Linked DNA regions of Mus musculus: all the other regions are linked to region 2. A link is a contact called in public Hi-C data. All regions are on one chromosome and are shown on one strand. Each heading gives the region's core, a stretch centred on a gene start, on an enhancer-like site or on the middle of the called end of the contact. The rest is flanking DNA. Distances are from core to core; before and after follow the strand shown. Region 1 overlaps Gm39383 (a long non-coding RNA gene). Region 2 holds the start of Hmgn3 (high mobility group nucleosomal binding domain 3). Region 3 overlaps Gm35746 (a long non-coding RNA gene).

Region 1 (2,700 bases), core at 142-2,641, 110 kb after region 2:
CCTCTCCTCCTCCTCCTCCTCCTCCTCCTCCTCCTCCTCCTCCTCCTCCTCCTCCTCCTCTTTTCTTGGTTTTGTGAGATAGGGTTTCTCTGTGTAGCCCTGGCTGTCCTGGAACTCACTCTGTAGACCAGGCTGGCCTTGAATCCTGGGAGTTTCTTAATCCAGTTACATTAAAATAAACATTGATCAACACACTTTATTAAAATTGAGAGACTTCCAAGTTCCTTGGGTTTATATTTACTTATTGTTTTCTGCTTGTGATCATGGTGCTAAGGATTTAACCAGGCAGGAGAAGTGTTTTGTTTTTGTTTTTCATGTTGCTTTTGTTTGGTTTTAGGGTTCTTGTTCTTTTGCATTTTGATACCGCTGTTTTCCTTTTACACCCGACTTGTGCCTGTACTTTTTAAACAGCTGTCACTGCTGGACTTAAATCAGTGATATTTTCTGTTTTCAAATCTCATTGGCACTCACAAGGATCACGCTGATCTTAGGCTCCGTTCTGAGCTTTCCGCCCCTCTTCCAGCGTTCTTATGACTGTTGGAGAAGTGTCTGTGTGATCACCTGCATGTCATTAAGTTTCTCCTGGAGAGGTGTGCACAGACTACACACACACAAACTATGAGCTTGTCTTACATGCTAACAGTATTCTTTTATTTCATTTGCTGTGGTTAGAAAATTTCCACTAATCACATTTTAATTCGAACTTCTAAGAGTAAGTAGATAACTGAATTATAGTACTTTAAAAGTACTTTTTAAAAAATCAGTTGAGTTAGCACTGGCACTTGCCTCGCATAAGGTTGAATTAGGCCCCATGAAAATTTACTTTATATAACTGCTTCATGACTTTCCATCTAATTTCCAAGCTAATGTAGCAAACTTCTGATGCCAAAGGTATTGCACAAGTGAATTTATTATTTTATCTTTAGAGAACTCTTTAATGAAAACTGGGTTGCATTACTGTCTATTTATATCTCATTTTAGCAGCCATTGGAAGTCCCCGTAACAGCTCTCTCCAAGGATTTGAGGTTTGGCATCCACCTTAGTAAGTGTTGACTCATCATGTAACTAGTTTCCATGGAAGGGATTTGGGGTTTATCCTCTTTTCAAGCCTAATAATTATGTAGGAATAATGCTACTCTCTATATTACATGAGATTGGTAGGAAAGGAATGATCCATTTTATAAATGTTGGTTAGTGGTCTGCTGAATGTCACATATCAAGCAAGGTGCAAGAGTCAGAATTAAGTATGAAGGGGAAAAAAGATATGACAACATCATTTTCAAGAAGAACTTATAAAAGAAAAATTTAGAAAGTACAGGCTCGGCACAAGTCCCCAGAGGCAGAGAGGTATTCTAAAGGGGATTTTTAAGCTATTGCTGGAAGTGAAAGTAAGAGTTTACTCACTGAAGTAGCACTGGAGGGTAAAGCTGGTCAAAGGACTGGCATCCCAAGCAGAAGAAGCAGCTAAAGGCAGGAGCATGAAATAGCACAGTGTACTTTGCTTAGCTCTATAGGAAGCACGGAGTGAGAGAGAATGCCTAGCTGGGTATCAAATACCTACTGAAGACCCAAATCCACTGTCTTGTTTGAGGAGTTCCAGAATTAAGATGACAGCCTGTCAAAAGTTTCCAAATCTCCCAGAAAAAAATAATAGCCAAACAAGTAGCTTCCAGGGTGTTGTCTTCTTCAAAGAACTAGAAAGTGTTATGAGAGAATGTTGCTAAATCTAGAACGATTTTGAAACAATGTCCCTCTCCCTCATTTTTCTACCTTCTCCTTCCTCCAAGGCCATCTCTACCTTTCCATATCTCCAGCCTCAAAGTCGCTGGTCTCAATCCTTCAGGTTGACTGCATGGAGGAGAAGTCTCGGAAGCTGTGGCTTGGTCATCACTGGTATAATAATTGGAACATGACAATTAGCAACTGATCTAGAGAGAGTAAATGGGACAAAGTATAAAAGCTCAGAGCTCAGCAGAGAGCTATGCAGGGTGCTCACGGGTACCAAAGAAGGAGGTGTAAGACAAAATACTTAAAAGAGAGAGGGCACATGAGAAGAGGTAGTAAGCCCCAGGTTATGATGGTTCCGATATCAGAGCATTTAATATGGCTCCCTACCTCCAAAAGTTCCTTAGAACTCTTCTTATATTGCCAATGGCTACTCTGTCCTTTATCTACTCCTCTAGGGGTATTCTCTCTTCCTCAGCCATAGTCTTGGACCCACCCTCCTTTTGGACTTGTCAGATTTCACCATGGGGAGTATGGGGCTGATAAAAGGGTTTTCTATTTTTTTCTTGGACAAACATGTTTTGTAGGTGTTTTAGAAGTGTATTTCATGAATATGAAATCAATAGAGTTTAAGTGTATGCTTCCATGGACCTGGAAAGTTGAATGCAGAGTATGAGCACCACTCCACCCATGATGGAGCACTTCCATTCTCATTGTCCTCTCTCCTTTTGCAGTTAAGCCCTCCCTCTTTCTTTCTAGAAAATCTTGACTAGTTTGCTAACTTTATGGTTTTCTAGAGTTTCGTATAATGGAGTAGCACAATATGCAGCCCTTGTGTATGATTTCACTAAGCATAGTGTTTTATGCCCTGAAGTTTATGGCATCTGCTATTATGTGTATTTGCTATCTGATAGTAGCCCACATGTGGACGTACAAACCACAACTGCCTAATTCATTCACAAGGTGATAGCGATT
Region 2 (2,700 bases), core at 139-2,638:
TATTGTCAAGTTGACAACCAGGAATAGCCACTACACAGTGTAAGGCTTTAGAGCAGTTTCCTAAGATGTCTTTTGGCTTGTAAATGATTCTCGGGCTAATCTTGCTTAGTTTGCTTTGTTTTTCCTGGAATTTCATATAAACAAAACCACCCAGTATAGTGTCTTGTATTGACTTCCATTTAGCATTTTTCTTTTGTTATTTATCTCATCAGGGAAAACTTATTTCTTTGATCACAGAGTAATATTCTACTGTAGACTTATCATGACTTGCTCACCCATTCCCTAGCATTCCCCCTGCAGCCCTTGAGATGGTCACAGTCCCGATTATAGCTTTGTGCTATAATAAACATAATATAATTATATATCATATTATATAATTATAATAGAATCAGTGCTATGATCACACTGATTGATTTTCAGGATGATTTGATTCACAGAACGAATCCTGTGTTCCCAGGTTCAACTCCCCTGGTTATGTATTAGCTTTTTAAAAATGTTGTTGAATTTGATTTGATAAAATTTTGTCTGTGTCTTTGTGCCTATGTTTATGAAGGATGTTGACCAAAAAATCCCCCCCCCCCCAGCCTCCCGGGTCTGAGGTCTTTAGTCAGGATAAAACCGGTCTTAAATAAATTCAGATAATGTATTTTGCAATTCTTTGCGGAATGTCGAGAAACATTACACTATACACAAAATGGTAACCTGGCAGGTGTCGTTTAAATGTACATATTTAATATATAAGTGATTTATTTGTTCCTACATTTCTCGATTTCCCCTTAGTTTCCACAACAAACATTTATATCAATTATAACAATTATTCACACATAGCTGAATAATTGGCTGAATTCATATATGACTTGTAACACAGACTTAAAGAAAAACAAAAAACAAAACAATTAGACCAAGGAACTATGGGGATGGGGGATGGTATTTGCTAGAGATGGAACTGAGAACCTTAGAAACTGTGGAAACTCTTCCAGAACAGACCTTCCTACCCTGTATAGACCCGCACCATGAACACCCGTTACAAGCTTTTATAAGTAACAATTGTACAAGGCACCCCGTGGCCCTATTTACTTTATAAAGTTAACCCAGCATTACTTAATACTAAACTTTTTTTTCCTATGAAGATGCACAATGGTTTAATCCAAAGAAGGCACGTCAAACAATGAAACTCCAAGTTAGTGCAGCCTGAAGGATACTAGTTGAACTGGGCATGCTCAGTCGCCAGGCAGATTTTTTTTTTTTTTCCCAGTGAAGTGGAAACTACAACTGCGCGTACCGGGTGAACGGGGGTGGGCGTGCCCTCGTGGAATTTAGAACGTTCTCTTAGCCAATGGGGCCTCGCGGCTGGCTGGCAGGGCTCGCCATTGGGGGACCGGGATGCGAGCGAGTGGAGCGCCGGGGGAGGAAGCGGAGGTGCAGGTCGGAGAGGCCGGGCTAGCCGAGCCCATTGCGGGAGTAGCAGCAGCGGCCAGGCAGCATCCAGCAGTGTGCCAGGCGGCCCAGAACATTGCTTTACTTTTTTTGCTGCACCAACGTAGTCATTATGCCGAAGAGAAAGGTAAGTCCTGTAAAGGGGGAAAAAAAAACCCTGCTCGCAGGCCCTCGAGTGTGTTTGGAGTAAGCCCCCTGCGCTGCGATGAACGCGGCGATGCGCCTAATAACTCAGGCGCTGGGCACGGCCGCTGCCCGCTCCTTCTGCAAATGCCTGTTGCTGACCTCGCTCGCCCCGCACGGAGCTCTGAGTGTTACTTTCCCTCCAGGGACGTCCTCCCCTCTCCATCAACTCCTGCTTGGAATGGTTTCCATCTCTTGCCAGCAGCCAGGGCGGGTATCCATCCCCCTCGCAGGAGTTTCCTCTTGGCAAACTCAGGTTGTTCTCAGGGTGGAGGGAAAGCAATGAGAGGAGTCTCCCGGGCCAGGGAAATCGAAAAACGTGGAAGCACTCAGAGGAGCTAGGCGGGGTCCGGAGTGTCCCCTGGGCCGTGCCCTGGGCGAGCGCGATGCGGGCGGAAGGCCGGGAGAGGGAAAGCCATGTTTCCCTACGCCAGCCCTGCTGCGCCGCGGACCCGTATGTACCCACTCCGGTGTCAATCACCAGCCGCGAGGGCGGGCGGGGCAGTGCGCAGCGCCGGGTAGGCTGCAAAGAAGGGGACTGGTGCCAAGCTCACTGACCCTGCCAAGGTCAGGGGCCACCAAGCCCCTGCCACTGTCCCACCCACGACCCCACGCTTGGCCAGGCAGGGAACCGAGGTCTTTTTAGTCTCTCCTTTGCCCCTGGTGGGTTGTGTCCCCTCCGCGCAGGGACGTCATGAGCCACACGTGGGGCCACACAGCTCCCTCAGGGTGGGGCTTCGACTTGTCATTGGACTGGTGAAGGAAGGGCAGATATTTTTCTACCCCTCCCAGAGAAAAGCGATGTGTGAGGATTGCGTCCTAAGAAAAAAACCTTCCTGCCACCTGCCCAAAGGACCCAAGTCAACCATCTTGGCCATTAAAGTTGAAACTTGGTTAATACCGTTTTCTCCCGAAGACTGTGCACTGTGTGTGTGTGTGGTTGCTTTATTTAAAACTATCAAAGCTTTAAAATTTTTAGAAGCTTTTGCTTCCTTATGCATCGTCACTAAGAATTTTATTATAAACAACTCCACTCCTTTAAAATGTATTTTATTACATTGATTGATTGATTGATTGTAT
Region 3 (2,700 bases), core at 40-2,539, 78 kb after region 2:
GTTTTATTTCCTGTTGACTTTATTCATGGAAAATCACCAAAAATTGGGAACGGAGAGAATTCAGGATAAGATCTGAGGGAAGACCTTGCAGCTTAGAAAGAACAGAGATCAAAGAGGAGAGCAGTGTCAGCCTATCCGAGCCCAGGTGAGCGTTTCAGCAGAGAAGAGCGACAGAGTCAGAGAATGAGTCTTGCTCTCAACAGTCCCTAACAGGTAGAGCCCCGCGGAATGTGTAGTGTCAGATGCGCTGGGGAACATTCAAAGCTGATGGCCTTTTCTTCCTTCTAGAACACGAGGGAGCATGAGATGAGCAGTTACCTAGAACAGAGGGTCTGTGCTTCTGCCTCTTTAGCCTGTGTGCAGTTAGCATCTAATACAGAATTGCCTACGAATCTTGGGGGTTAAAGAAAGGACCTTGAAAGGACCATTGGGCTACCAACGTCCAGAGGTGAGGCATACAGGCAAGTGGACGAGTGGTGAGGTCAAAGGAACCACCCACAACCAGCAATCACAAGCTCAAGGACCACACAGGCATCCAACTCAAAGTCCACTGTGGATCCCTGAGGCCCATCATCTGAACTGAAAGTCAGAAAGCCTCTTCTTGCGACCACTCTGCCCACATGCAGTCTTGACAGTGCCTTGGAACTGAGTAAGCAGAACAGAAAACCCCAAATAATTATCTTTTCCCAAGAGGAATTGAGGCTCTAGAAAGAGATTGTGTTAAACTCAGACACATATTACCCAGAGTTATGAATTCTTAAATTCTGTCCACAGGTGAGAGAGAAAAATCAGTTAAGGGAAGTACGGCTACTCAATTTGGGACCCTTAAAAAAAACACACCTGGAATGGAGTCCTAGGACGTAGTAGGTGGAGGTAAAGATTGGAAGTCCAAGGTCTTCCTCAGCCAACCTGAGATTCGTAACAACCTTGTGTCAAACAGAATATGCACCTCACTCTATGAAAGGTTTCAAAGGTGACAAGTGTCTTCCTTTCTAGGGAGCTGTGAGGATCACATGGGCTGTAGATGTGACGCAACCCGAGAACATGAGTGTGAGCACTCGACTGCAGCCACACACCCTGCCCTGAACTTGCCAGGATCAAGACCAGACAAGCAGCAGGCTCATCGCCTCCAAACAAGGAGGTGAGGACACTGGTAGGAAGCCAAGCCTGGGCCAATTATGAAGTGGCTAAGAGAAGAAACCAGAAGCCAAGAGTAGAAGATTCAGATAAGAAGCCAAACTGTGACAGAAGACCAGCCAAGTCGGATCACACTTTGGGGAAGCAATGTGGGAGAATGTTCTCCAAGAATGACACAGCCTAGCACTGGCTAATATTTTCCCTTATTAAACGTATGACTGAATATCTAAACCCAAGTCTCTGGGGATGCAGCAGAGAGCACTACAAGTCCCTGGGGGCAATTTCAAGTAAAACGCCTTGGATCCGCATCAGGGAAGAAGAAAACAGATTCCTACAAATTGCCTAAACGGTAAGCTAAAGGCAATCAGGAGAGATTATGGAAATTCTCTCCTCAATATTCAAATTGAGGAGCCTTTACCAGAATGTTGCAAAACAGAAAAAATAAAGCTGGGGACTGTGATGGATAAAATGTTCATACATTTGTATTTATGGAAGTAGGCACCAAATTCTTTGGTTCTTGATAACAATTCAGTAGTAAAATGAGTCTGGGAAGGACATTTAAAATGTACAAGAAAGGGAGAAGTCACAGAGCAATGGAAGAATAAAGATAGGTGAGTTGAGGCAAGAGAAAAATGGAGGGAGTGGGTCCCCAAGAAGCTACAGAACACAGCAGACAGTGAATGGGTGATGAGCAGTTTTGTGCTCTGGGCAAAGGAAGCAAAATGGACCCGACACTCCCCCCCCCCCCCCATCCACCTGCACTTTCTCACTCTCACCCCACCCCACCTCATCCCCACCAAACCAAAGAACTTTGTTCCACATGGAACTCAGCATGGTTCAGTACTACCGAAGGATCCGTGCCGGGGTGCCAAGGAAGGCAGAGGCCACAGAAACTAAAGGATCGGTGGGAACAGAACAGGTGCAGAGTGTTGGGCAGGTAGAAATGACTGAGTTGGAGATTTAAGCGGGCTTCAGGGGAGAGGAGGAGGAACCCAGAACCTGCCCGTGTTCCTGCTCCAGCAGCTGGACACGCTGTTTACCTAGTCATTCTTCTCTGGAGACACACCAGCAGGTGCTGGGATTCAGGGACACAGAATCATCTGGGGCATGCTGAATTTGTTATTCTCCAAATGGAGAGCTCAAATGGAGCCCGCAGAAGCACCAGGCTGTCTGTATCTGGGGATGCAAAATGAGATCTGCCCAGGGATGCAAATATGAACGCTGTCAGCACAATCAAGGTTCCTGATGAGTGGGATGCGGGGTTCGGGGGGGCGGGGGGATGAGGGCTGTACATGGTTCTTTGCCTTAATATACCTGGGTAAAATGGCCTTTGTTTTCAAATTTCACTGTATAGTCATATGAGGTATGAATAAAAAATATCAGTATCCAGGCTGCCACATTTTAAGGTGCCTCATGCCCTGAGTGAGTCAGATGCCCAACCCTCATGCCCTGAGTCGGATGCCCAGAATCCACCCGGTAGAAGAAGAGACAGTCTGCTTCCTGCAAATTGTCCTCTTACTACCACATGGCTTGAACAGCCTCCTAATAAACACACATTCACAA

What was found. A called contact is a pair of places that touch in the nucleus more often than the background predicts.
Region 1: a Hi-C map of B cells shows a contact between it and region 2, with 23 read pairs. The contact joins the enhancer-like site here to the promoter of Hmgn3 in region 2. A contact is called at or near these places in 4 of 39 promoter capture datasets (the C10 cell line, epiblast stem cells, hematopoietic stem and progenitor cells and 1 more), 1 of 484 Hi-C or Micro-C datasets (B cells) and 2 of 9 other capture datasets (adipose tissue and pancreatic islet).
Region 3: a contact with region 2 is called in a Hi-C map of olfactory sensory neurons, with 1.8 times the contacts expected there. The contact joins the enhancer-like site here to the promoter of Hmgn3 in region 2. A contact is called at or near these places in 3 of 39 promoter capture datasets (liver and macrophages), 2 of 484 Hi-C or Micro-C datasets (cerebral cortex and olfactory sensory neurons) and 1 of 9 other capture datasets (liver).

The regions. Positions count from the first base shown.
Region 1 is chr9:83,036,127-83,038,826 of GRCm38.p6, reverse strand. The region is part of intron 5 of Gm39383 (a long non-coding RNA gene); the gene reads right to left. Among named protein-coding and RNA genes, the nearest start is that of Gm39383, 29 kb to the right of the region's middle. Within about 2 kb of position 1,391, at least 36 of the 459 cell types and tissues checked have an H3K27ac peak or open chromatin away from gene starts, as enhancers often do. A contact at or near this core is called in B cells, where this site is marked.
Region 2 is chr9:83,145,295-83,147,994 of GRCm38.p6, reverse strand. It overlaps Hmgn3 (high mobility group nucleosomal binding domain 3), which reads left to right and starts at 1,388. Exons shown (of 6, transcript NM_026122.4): 1 at 1,388-1,564. The coding sequence starts at 1,550.
Region 3 is chr9:83,066,865-83,069,564 of GRCm38.p6, reverse strand. Gm35746 (a long non-coding RNA gene) reads left to right here. Exons shown (of 3, transcript XR_379662.2): 3 at 997-1,465. Among named protein-coding and RNA genes, the nearest start is that of Gm35746, 4.6 kb to the left of the region's middle. Within about 2 kb of position 1,289, at least 7 of the 459 cell types and tissues checked have an H3K27ac peak or open chromatin away from gene starts, as enhancers often do. A contact at or near this core is called in olfactory sensory neurons, where this site is marked.